Regions from separate parts of the Mus musculus genome. Here regions 2 and 3 are each linked to region 1. The links are chromatin contacts, called in public HiChIP or PLAC-seq maps. All regions are on one chromosome and are shown on one strand. The core of a region is the stretch at or near the end of the contact, and the rest is flanking DNA. Distances in the headings are between cores, read along the strand shown.

Evidence for each region. HiChIP or PLAC-seq counts read pairs in DNA pulled down with a chosen protein or histone mark.
Region 2: an HNF4G HiChIP or PLAC-seq map of pancreatic cancer cells shows a contact between it and region 1. The contact joins two enhancer-like sites. A contact is called at or near these places in 1 of 15 datasets of contacts at CTCF or cohesin (the NIH/3T3 cell line), 1 of 484 Hi-C or Micro-C datasets (bone marrow-derived macrophages) and 2 of 115 datasets of contacts at active chromatin or transcription factors (embryonic stem cells and pancreatic cancer cells).
Region 3: an H3K4me3 HiChIP or PLAC-seq map of bone marrow-derived macrophages shows a contact between it and region 1, with 4 times the contacts expected there. The contact joins the promoter of 4930556M19Rik here to the enhancer-like site in region 1. A contact is called at or near these places in 8 of 39 promoter capture datasets (the 3T3-L1 cell line, 3T3-L1-derived adipocytes, cranial neural crest and 3 more), 2 of 15 datasets of contacts at CTCF or cohesin (both in the NIH/3T3 cell line), 19 of 484 Hi-C or Micro-C datasets (the AML12 cell line, the C2C12 cell line, bone marrow-derived macrophages and 6 more), 18 of 115 datasets of contacts at active chromatin or transcription factors (the NIH/3T3 cell line, bone marrow-derived macrophages, cardiomyocytes and 12 more) and 2 of 9 other capture datasets (adipose tissue and macrophages).

The regions. Positions count from the first base shown.
Region 1 is chr15:10,888,514-10,892,406 of GRCm38.p6, reverse strand. No RefSeq gene overlaps it. Among named protein-coding and RNA genes, the nearest start is that of Gm19276, 61 kb to the right of the region's middle. Within about 2 kb of position 1,931, at least 127 of the 459 cell types and tissues checked have an H3K27ac peak or open chromatin away from gene starts, as enhancers often do. A contact at or near this core is called in the AML12 cell line, the C2C12 cell line, the NIH/3T3 cell line and 11 more, where this site is marked.
Region 2 is chr15:10,684,793-10,688,685 of GRCm38.p6, reverse strand. The region is part of intron 2 of Rai14 (retinoic acid induced 14); the gene reads left to right. Among named protein-coding and RNA genes, the nearest start is that of Gm52214, 22 kb to the left of the region's middle. Within about 2 kb of position 2,060, at least 51 of the 459 cell types and tissues checked have an H3K27ac peak or open chromatin away from gene starts, as enhancers often do. A contact at or near this core is called in pancreatic cancer cells, where this site is marked.
Region 3 is chr15:10,712,960-10,716,852 of GRCm38.p6, reverse strand. 4930556M19Rik (RIKEN cDNA 4930556M19 gene) reads right to left here and starts at 2,017. Exons shown (of 7, transcript NR_045063.1): 1 at 1,873-2,017; 2 at 79-205. Rai14 (retinoic acid induced 14) reads left to right here and starts at 2,222. Exons shown (of 18, transcript NM_001166408.1): 1 at 2,222-2,330.

The DNA.
Region 1 (3,893 bases), core at 682-3,181:
GCCATTGTCTTCCAGTATGGCATTCTGTCTTACCGCTGGCCCAGAAACAGTTTAAACTTGTGTCAGCTACCCCACCACAGCAGAAAGCAGCCACCAGCACAGTTGACAATCCAGCATCTATTGCTCTTTGCTGTACTTTTTGAGATGGAGTGACCTGGCCTGAGGGTCAGTCAATGGGGTCTGCAAGGGAGAGAGTGGGGATGGAGGGGCAAGAGACACAAAGAATGGAGACAAGACAGTATGTCTAATTTATTGAAAGGCAACTATGGGTGTGTAAGTACAAGCTGGGGAGTGCAGCTGGAGACACTTAATCACAAGTCCAGGATGTGTCTGAGAAAAACAGGATGTTATCAGAGTGTGTTTAGCTGTGGTGGGCTGCTTGCAAAAACATCATGCTAGGAAAACAAGTCTCTCATTAGGGTGGGAAAGTACCAACCTGTAAGTAAATAGCTCAAGATGGCTGCAGAGATGATAGCCATTTTCTACTAAGAGTTGGCTCCCAACAATGGAACCTGTGAACCTGGAGCATAGCAATTTAGCTAGACTGAGTAGCCAGTGAGCTCCAGGAAGCCACCTGTCCCTGCTTCCCCAGCACTGAGATTACAGGCATATGTGTCCAGCTTTTATTTAGAGTGGATGCTGAACATCAGAACTCAGATTCTCCAGTTTAAATCACAAGCATTTTATTGTCTGAGCTATCTCCTCATTCCAAGTGAACCAACTGGTCTCAAGAGCCCCAGCTGCACCTAGAGCTCCAAGTAGAAAGGGGTTTGGCTGAGCTTGCTAAGTCTCTGGTCTTCCCTTACTACCGTGGCAATGACTCCTAGATATTCAATGTTTTTTTAAAAAAAAAAAAACTTTGCAAACTACAGAGAGGATGAGATGAATATGTAGGGTTAAGACCTTTCTTTACTTCATGGCTTCTTTGGAAGAGGAGTTGCTGAGGCTGAAGAACCCCAAGAAAAATCTATAAACTTTGAAAAGTTTGTTCCAGTTCATTTTCCTCACGGCAATGGAAGGGCGTGCCGATAGCAGATAGGTATTTGACAGGCACGGTTGCTTTTAGCCAAGCCTGGTCCCAGGGGCAGCAAGCCAGGCCAGCTCCTCTCGTAAGGTAGGGCCTCCACCCAGAGAAAAGGATCTTGCTGATGAGAACTGGGATAACCAGAGAAAACAAATGGAGAGCCAGTCCCCAGAGCAGGCTGCTTGGCTCTGGGTGCTCTCAGGAGAAGCAGTCAGAGTGACCACCAACCCTTTTGGACAGTGAAGAGCCACACACTGGTGGCATCTCTGTCACAGCAAATCTTTCTAACTCCTGCTCCCTGCCTCCTCTCTCCAGCTAATGGCTTATTTCTCACAACCCAACTTCAGTGAGTCAGGAATTCTCATTCATGAGTAGGCTAATAGCAAATAGCTTTGAAGATGCCAGTGTAGGATTCTCCTAACTATCCTAGAAGAGCCTCCTAGGAAACTGTTCCTTCATGCGATACTCTGCACCAAGTTCTATGCTTTCAGAAGGAAAATGGTCCTGGTCCCTTGTCAGCAAAGTTTTACAGGGAGTGTGGAGGTGTTTTCAGTGGTACTAGATGGAGAGGTAGAGCTGGAACCCACAGTGGGACGTGCCTGGGGAGAGACTGACAGGATGTGTCCCTCTGGGAGCTGGTTCTGGAGGCAACGGTTGTTTCTTTTCCAAGAAGTTTCAGACTCATTCATAGACCACCGTGAACTTACAAAGGAACTGTTAATAAAGCGACTTCCAGCTAGGCTGCAGCAGGAAAGGGCAAATGCAGAGGCCATTTGCCAAACAGAAAGAGAAAAACAAGTGATGCCCAGCAGACAAGACTTTGGACTTCAGTCTGTTGACTGGAGTCCCAGAGGCCACAGGAAATGGTTCAGAGCTCGGCATAACCTCTACAGGCAGTGAATGGCAGGCCCTGGAAGCCAGCCAGGATGACTAAAGCCTGCTTTACTCCAGCTTTTAACGAGTCCTCTGAGACACAGTGCTGGACAAAATCTCGCAGAACAGCCTGTTGCCTGATGCAAGTCCCCACGGGGTAACTTGGATGTGGTTTTATGCAATTTAAAAGCCTGACTTAGGGCTTGAGAGATGGCTCAGGAATGAGAGTATATAGTGTTCTTGCAGGGAGTCTGTGCTCAGCTCCTAACATCCACATCAGGCAGCTCACAACTGCCTGAAAGTCCAGCTCCAGGGGATCCAACACCCTGTTCATGGGCACCTGCTCTCAATGCACACATCCATGCGTAGATATACACGTGTGCATTCACGTGCATACATGCACACGCTCACATACTGTATATATATATGCATATTTTACATATCAAAGCAGACCTGGCCTCCAGGTTCTCCCAGTGTCCCTCAGTCCCCCAACCCTGAACTTTCCAGCCCAGCTCCTCACTCTGTTTCTCCTTTCCTTCTCTCTCTGTGTCACACCCTTTCTTTCTCTTCCCCCTCCCCCCACCCCTTCTCTCTCCCCATGGTGACTTCCCTGGCCTCAGTCCTTAGGGCCACTGAACTCACCCGAGAGCAGCTTCCCAATAAACCTACATTTAATATCATCTAATCTGGTTTGAATTGGCTCATTTCACCAGCAGAGAAATAATTTATAAGTTAGCACCAAATCCCCCATGACAAGGCAAACGACCAACATGGACAGCACCCAGAATCTTCCCAGCCTACAAACATGTAATTACTTCCCCTCAGAGTACTTCCAGGTCGCAGCCCACCTATACAGTGGAAATGTGGCTGTGTAGAACCAAGGTTTGTGCTCCCAACACTCGGGAGTCTCCAGGTTTAATGAGGTATTCTGCCCCCCACAACCTCCATGATAGCTTTTTGCCTGAGAAGTCTGATTCCTGGTCCCTAGTCACAACTCAGGGATGATAGTGGTACATGGATCCTACTACACCACATTCCTGATCCCTCCTTTGTTCCTCTCAACTTAGATTTTGTTCTGGACGTCCCTGAACACCTGAATCACTTGAACACCTCCTAGCCTAGCCTACTAGCCAGAGATAGCCACATATACCATCTTTGCCAATGGACAGCAGGAGAAATCCACTTCCACCTCTGGGAAGCATTTTGCATAAACCTGGGTCCTTAGCCACCTTTCCTCCTTTCTACTCTACAAGGGCCAAGATGTCTATAGCCCCAAGGACATTAGGCCACTATGATGTGACAAGTAGATTCCATGAGCAGCTGGCTCCAGCATATGCCAGCAGCTGCCTACCACTAGGCTTCTGACTATGAGGAGAAAAACCCTTCTTTACCTCAGCTATTTCTCCTAGTGGGGATTCTGTTTCTTGCATTCTTGTTCTAAGTAAAGACTCAATCTGTTGTCTGTATCCTGAGGATGAGGAAACCTTAGAGCTACAAAAAATATCAAAGACAAATCAGGGCAACAAGTAAATGACAGAATTTAGCCCAGTACCCAGTGCTCTTTCCCACTACTGTAGAACAGAAGTAATAGCAAGCCTTCTGAGATGTCTTTATATAGTCTTTCCTTGGTATTACACTTGCCCATCCTAGAACTGCCCGTTGCTTGGACCCATTCAAGACTCTTAAGATGGGAGTCAGATGATTAAATCCTCTTCCAGTCAGCAGAGTCCAAATCAATGCACAGACTACCTGAGAAAACCAAGGCACACTCAATCACACACACACACACACACACACACACACACACACACACACACACACACCTCATATATTTGGCTTCACCAAGACAAGGTCTCCTATGACGACTTGAACCTTCTGGCTCTGGAAAGAGAGATGGGGTGGAGAAAACATGGGAGCTAAACTGGGTAGTTAGTAGGCTAGGAAGCCGAGTCCAGCTCGAGATCTGCCGGCTAAAGTTACAAGGAAGCAGGGGCTA
Region 2 (3,893 bases), core at 811-3,310, 200 kb after region 1:
AAATTTAAAATGGGGATTATACAGAGGGTACTGCTGGAATCTGTTTTAAATGAAAATTGAAACATTTCCGTGAATTAAAAAAATAAAACCACAATAATAACACTGGTAAAAGCTTCTGAGATCTGGCAGCACGAAGGTCTTGGTTTGGGCAGTAAAGTACTAAGAAGGAACGTTCGAGGAGTGGCCCTCGGGAAGGAGAGCAAAGGAAATTGGTTGAATGGAGTAAGACCCATCTATAAATTTATTCCCAAATTTATCCCAAATTGTTTCCTCAAATTACATCACTGGATAGCTAAATGGAGGGAATAAAAACACAAGAAGAAAGCACTTTCCAAACAAACCTGCTTGTTAGCCAGCCACATGCTGATCCTGGTGCAACTCATGCAACTGTACGCCACCGGGCCCCTGAGGTGTCCTTGCCACCAGCCTCATGGGATAGGTCTCCCTGGTTTTTCAGATTAAAGAACTGAGGTCCCGGAGACGTGCAGCCATTTCTACGTTGTGGAACCAGTTTTTGCAGCGAGGTGTTGGAAGTCTAGGTTTCCTGAAGAAAGGGGCTTGGGATGGAGATTTTGGTTTATGAGATGGTAGTGACTCTGAACTGGGATTGAGGCTTGGTAGACATGCTGTTTATTGGAGGCCTGACACACATCTCCGGGGCCTGATGCTTAGATGCTAGTTGGTCTGTACTTCTTTATTCTGCTAAGGAACTTACAGATTATAAAGACGAAAGATGCAGGGAGCCTCTGAAGAAGGGACCTGGGAGAGGTCGCTTTTACGAGCATGCCTTTCACTTGTATTTGGTACCTGCCATATGTATCACTGGTTGCGTATTGACCAGAAAACAGGTTTACCAACGATGGTGTTCATTTAAATGAGCCCAACTGTAATCTTTACTGAAGCTTGCGTGCGTGTGGTGTCTGAGTGTCCTGCGGCCTCAGACGCCCCACGGTCCTGCTTGTCTTTGTGTGAAACAGAAAGGGAAGAAAGAGTTCATTGTGTTTCCAAGGGTAGGGAGCCCAGGATGGCAGATCAGGTTCAGGATTACATAAAGAGAAGACAGGTGACCCACTAATGTGATCGCGTTTCAGCCAGGCTGTGCTGTGCGTGGGAGGGCTGCAGCCAGGTCACCTTGTGGCTATTGAGAAGTCTCTGGAGTAAGCAAGGAGGGTGATGGTGCCCTCAAGGAGTTCTCCATGGGTGGCCTTCAGGCGGCTGTGCTACTCCAGGACCTTTGTGCAGGTGGAGGTTCAGTCAGGGTGGTGCTTTCTGGAAGCTGCTTCAGTTTGGGTCCCTGACTAGGGCAGGCTTATTTGTAAGCTCTGGGGATTCAGTATGACGCTGTAGGCTGTGGTTAGACAGACTCCTACCTATACTTGGGATGCTATACTCTATGGAGGCCAAGGCGGTGCTTTTGTAGTAGAAGCTATTTTTCAGTGTGTAGTAGTAACTTCATTTGGGACTTCCTTACACATGAGCAAGTCACTAGAGAGGCAGACACACAAGTAATGCAAACTGTAGAGGTTTTTTTTTTTTTACAGGGGGGAGGGTTGTTTGTTTTGTTTTTGTCTGAAAACAAGAGTGTGATGGTACAAACCTGGCCAACACAAGGAAAGTGGAAGCAAGAGGACTGGGAGTTGAAGGCCAGCCTTGGCTGTGATAAACCTAGGACTGGGGAGTTCAAGGCTAGCCTTGGCTATGCCGGGAATCTGTCTCCCACATCCCCAACCCCCACTCCAAGAAGCTGACGAGCCTAGGGAGGAAGAGAGTGGTCAACATGAGCCTCAAATACTCAGGACAAAGCAAACATAGAGCACGGATGCCAAATGGGCCTTCGAGGTGAGTCTAGCTGGCTCTGCCAGAAAACCAGGGCTAGCTGTGGGGACTGACTCTCAGGCTGGGAAGCCTGGTGGCAGATGCTCTGGGACACTGTGAGTCGGAGAGTTTTGGGAGCTCTGGAAAGGTGGCATTTCAACCAAGGGGATTGGCATGTGTGGAAATGATGAAGCTGGGGCTGTGGGGGAGCCGAGGCTCAGCATGTGGGATCTTAACATTTGCCCTTGACAGTAGACACAGTAAGGCTGGAGGAACCCGGACAAGCATCCCAACTTGGGGTGTGGCTATGAGGATGGGACATGGGATTGAAAGACCTTTGGAACAAGCCTTGAGAAGTGGCCGAGTGAGTTAGCCCTTACTCTGTGGGTGTGCGTTTGCTTTTGTGAAAGTTTTATTCCCAGGTATGTGTTCTGTTAGACTTAGGAACTCGCAGCGGACATAGCGTGGAGAAAAATCAGAGCAGCCAGTTTAAAGGGACTGCATTGGAAAAGACTAAGTAGATGGCATACCTTGATGTAGCAGCTCCCGGAGACTGCAGCCTTGAGCCAAGGAAATGCCCACACCCCCTGAATCTTGAGGAACCAGACATATCCTGCTCAGTCAGGATCCGAATCTGTTGCCTGTTGAGATAATGGTTCACATGAAGGTCGAAAACTGACATCGCTGCCAAGGTGTTTTTTTTTTTTTTTCCCAAGGAGTTTTTAGTCATTTATAATAAGTCCTTACAGATGCCTGAGTCATTCATTGTATGAACGTGTGCACACGCCGGGAGTATTTAAAACTGCACTCTGTAGCTATACAGGCCTTGGCCAGTCTCAAGCTAATCTCTTTGTAGACATGTAGCTTTAAAAGGTATGAGAGAAGAGACCGTTGGGTGGAGACAGGAGACCCGAGAGGACTTGGGTAGGCTCTTCTCAGGCTGCATACTTTCCAGGTCTTGTCAGCCCTTTTGAAACAGAGAATCGGCTTGCTGCCTGATCTCACCTTGTGTTAATTGGCCAGGTGCCATAACAAGGCGCTACAAGCTGGGTGGCCTAAACAACAGGAATTTATTGTCTCTTGGGTCCAGAGGCTGGAACTGTGGTAGGGCTGGTGTGCAGAGGCCTGTGTGGGAGAGCCTGTTGCATGCCTCTCCAGGATTCTAGGTGTTTACTGGGAACTTGGGCTTGTGGCCATGTTACCCCAATTCTAGACTTCGTCTTTGCTTTATTTTCTCTCTGTGTGCATGTATGTGTCCACATTCCTAGGTTTTATAAGGATACATATTAGATTAGGGCCAGTTGTATTGGATTAGGGCCAATTCCATTGACCTCATTTTAAACTACAATAACATGTAGGCTTTCTTTTCCTTCTTTTTTTCCTTAAATCTACCTCTTAATCTAAGTAAGATAACATTGTGATGTGGAGGTTTTAGCACGTCTACATAAATATTCTGGACATTACACCATTCAACCTGTAATGCATTTCTGTTCTAGAATAGGTTTTCTAAGCTCCTGCCTTTTCCCACTGAGTACATGCAGTTAAGAGGCCTCATCCCTTCATCTTGTGGATGACGCTCAGTGTCTCAGAAGGAGGGAAGGGCATGACAGTATTCCCGTGAGTGTTCCAGCCTAATGCACAGAAATGAGAGTAAATATTTCTTTTAAAATGTTATGTGTGTGTGTGTGTGTGTGTGTGTGTGTGTGTGTGTGTGTGTGTGTGTGAATAGAGAGTTGGATGCCTTAGGGCTGGAGTGTGGTTGTAAGCAACCTGATGTCTGCGCTGGGAATTGAACTTGGATCCCACAGAAAGCATTCTTTACCTTCCTTTGAGCCCTCACTGCTGCCCCCACATTTAAAAAAATTTTATCCTCCGTGTGTGTGTGTGTGTGTGTGTGTATGTGTGTGTGTGTGTGTGTGTGTGTGTGTACGTACATACATGCTCACACCCACACATGTGAAGACTAGGACATTAAGTGTCTACACCTTATTTATTCATTTTTGAGACAGGGTTTCCCACTAAACCCAGAGTGTGCCTGATTGATGAGGTTGATTGACCAGCGAGCTCCCAAACTCCTC
Region 3 (3,893 bases), core at 768-3,267, 180 kb after region 1:
CACTACCTCTACTGGGTGGTGGGCTAGAGGAGAGGTTAAACCCGTAATAAAAATGGGTTACAAAAAAGTTATACCTACCATGTAACCTGTTTATCCCATCAGATTTTAACAGTCTTTAGATAGCAGTTACTCACTTCATTCTGGCAGCCAATTCACAGTCCCAGACATGTTCAAAACCTGAGCTCGGTTAGCATTTCTAAAACTCCTGGGCAAAACAAAAACAAAACAATGAGAAGACGTTACTTAACCCCAAACCGATTTCTGTGCAGGAGGAAGCATTTTGAGGGTTGTCTAAGGAAGGTTGAAGACTCTAGAGTACACTGGGTGTTAATTTTGAGTTTGAAAAGATTGAATCTGCAAACGGTTTTGGCACAGTCTCCCCTCCACACAGTGCCTCACACACATCAAACTTGCTGATGGGGGCTGAGTTATAAACTAATGAGGGTAGCACACAAGGCACCTATGGGAACAGGGCAGCGTGAGAAAGGGGTCTTTTCAGGTGACCAGGAAAGATAAGCAGAGGCGAAGACTTGGGTGATGAAAGGCTGGTTAGAGAGACACTTGTTGAATAGTTTAACTACAGTTTGTCGTCGGTTTCCTAAACAATATGCACACACTGGCATTTCCAAAGGAGCCTTTGACAGGCTGTACCACCCTCCCAGCTGCCTCTGATTCAACAAAAAGCAGATCCACAGGTGGTTACCTTTCCTCCAGCTGGAGGATCGGTAGAAGGTACTTAAATACTCTGTTGGTAACTGATTAAAGAACCCAAGATCAAAACCCGGTTAGAAGAAATGGCCCACACTACACAGGGTGCTGTCAATTGTTTCTTTTAGTGTGGTTTTTAGTTCCACATCACATGTGTAAAAGTGTGTATCTTGCTTTGAATTGGCTCCCCACTCCCACTCCCCTGCCCCGCCCCCCCCCCCCAGGGATTCTTTTTGATGTATGGTACTTAGGAAGTAAAGACTATTGAGCTAAAGATGAAGCTTTTGTTTTCTAGTTGGCAAGTTCGCTTGTGAAAGCTAAGGCAAGGTGTTCTCTTAGGGAAAGGAGTGAAGGGGTGGGGTAAAAAAAAACAAACAAACAAAAAAAAACAAACCACCCGATCCGATGGTAACACACAAAGTCAAGATACTGTACACTGATTGCTGTTAGGGTGACTCTCACTTCTGTTGGAACTGGTTGTTTTTCCTCCTTACTTCAGTGGACTTACAGGCGATCCTAGCAAAAATAGCTAGGATCTGCTTACTCTAGAAACCTTTCTGTGCGAAAGACACAACACCAACCAGGAGTCCCATGGAGCTTTGGTGAGTCAAACTTTTTACGATCTAGCTGGCTAGTGGGACTAAAATCCCTGCTTAAATTAGGGGAATAATAGTGAGATTTCAAACCCTCAGAATTAATGGAAGGGTCGATTCGGTTCAGAGGTCCGGTCCTGGTGGTCTGGGGGAGGGAAGCTTTACCGGATCTCAGGACTTCCAAACTCAAGACACCCCGCTGAGGGCGCTCCTGCCCCTATCTAGCCGGCCAGTCCAGGCTGTAGATAGTCTCCCAAGCCCTGAGCAGAACACAACTAAGTTTTGTCTTACACCTGAGGAGTGTTAGGAAACAGTCGCTCCAACCAACTGGTTTAGCCCAGAAAATGTAAGTACATTCTGGTTTACTTTCTTTTCGTTCACACTGGAAATGGAACCGATCTCAGTCTGGTTCAGAGGGGGCTTGGGTCGGTGACTCGGCTTTTCCTAAGACTACAGATAACTTTGGAAACTGACCAGAAACAAGTACTTTTTCCGAGCCCTTATCCTACCCCAGCGGTGGAACCCGCATACCGCGGATCTCACTAACTTCAAGTTAAGGTGTGAGACAGACCCACGCAGAAGGATTCCCACGATCCGCAGAAACGCAAGCGTGGACGTCCGGGACGCGCCGCGGGCCGGGGCGTGGGCGGTCGCAGAGCACCTCCCGCAGGTCCAGGGAGCAGCTCCGGGGCCAGGTCACCTGACTCCCGGAATTTGGGGCCGCGCGGAGTGGGAGTGGCTAGCAACTCCCTCCTGGAGCCCACGGGATCCAGGTCGGGGGCCGGCGCCCGGCGGCCACGTGGTGGTGCTGCCGTTGCCCCCGCCCTGCCGGCGGAGCCCCGGAGCTGAGCGCCCACTGACCCCGCGTCGGGAGGAGGAGGAGAAGGAGGAGGAGGAGGAGGAGGAGGAGGAGGAGGGACCCAGCGCAGGAAGCCGAGCAGGAAGCGAGCCCGGCAGCCGCACTTTCCTGGGGAAGCGGCGGGCGGGACGGCCAGCGGGGCCAGGAGCTGAGGCCGCCGCTTGGATGGGGTGAGTGGCGGCGGCGAGGCTGGGGTGCGGGCTCTGGACTCGGTCCCCGCCTTTGTGTCTGGGGCTGCGCAGAGCTCCGGGCGCCGAGAGGAGCGGGCGGGAGTTTTGGTCTGGACAGAGCTTTGGCCGCTCACTGACCACGGAAGACAGTTGGAAGGGGGGGTGGGGTGGAGGAACGGGAGGATAGTGGGGATCTGGCAGAAAGAGAGAGAGGTGCGACCTAGTTTGGAAAGGGGGTTCGCCTCCTCTGGCGGTCTGGTGCGGGACAGTGGCGCGGGGTGTCTGCGGAGGGAGCGCGGGTGGGAATGAATGACCGGACCCGAGAGGACGCTGTGGCTGCGCCCCCGGGGCAGCCCGTCCCACTTTCGTGCCCTGCCCCGGGTCCGGTGCCCCAGTCCTTGCTCCCTGGCTCGACCCACCTCTTGACTGAACTTGGAAAAGCCGGAGACGGGAGGTGGGAGCGAGAGACGCCCGGTGGCTCTGGAGACCCACAGTCCGCTATTGTTCCTTTACGGACTCAAGGGAGCTGGTGAGCTGTCTGGAGGGCGCAGGCGAGACCACCCTGGGCCTGCCACTACCCCTTACCCCCAACTCTCCTTGTCATTTTCCCCCACCACAGCTCCTAGGAGGGCAGGGAGGAGGATGCTGGAGTTGGGAAACATTCCAAGCTGCTGGGCTTAGGTCGGCATCCTTCGCGACCCGTCCGGGAGGGCAAGCATCCATCCTTCTTTCAACTCTCGCCTACTGTCTTGGGCCAGTTTGTGTCGCCAGTTTAGGTTCTGCAGTTTCCAGTAGTTTTTCATTTTGGATTTCACATTTCCTTTGGTGGAGGGGGGTTAAGTATGGAAAGGCAACAGATGGGGAGATTAAAGCAGATGGAGCCCACTGTGACTTAAAGAGGCAGGGGTGACCTCACAGAGGCCTGAGCTTTATATAAAGCCAGGCTTTCTTTTCTAAGGAGCCCAGCTCAGCTCAACTTTACGTCGTTACCAAGTATGCAGATGCAAGGCCACTCACTTCGTACCTGCTCCTTCCCTTCACTCTGAACTCTGGTGATTTGAATGCTATCGGCTTTAGGAAGAATAGCGCAGAGCAGAGCTGCCTGGGACTAGAAGACTGCTTATTGTCTGGGGTATGAGATCTCAAGGTTGTGAAGGCTGGCCTAGAGAAGAACAAGGTTTGTCCCTTTAGCGGATCTAGCGTTTGCTCTTTTAGCGAGAACTTGCATCTCCTATGGGTTTGAACGGAATTGGAAAAAAGCCTGTGAATCCCAGGGAGGTTGGACTTCGCTTTGTCCCACCAGTGCTGGGCCCTTGCTTACACGTGAGAAAGCGAGTCGTTTTGTTTTGTTTTTGACTGATGGGTTTAATTTTTAACTGTTAATGATAACTTACTATCGGAGTCTTTTCTCCCTTAGGCTTATAAGACAGCCAATTTTATCAGAAGAAATCCCATTCTTGTTGACTAAGTACTGGGAGAGACATCCTGTGCGGGGCTGTCAGTTTTTTCTCCAACTGTGGAGATGCTTCGTGAATGAATTTATTGTATTATTTACATTTGCAT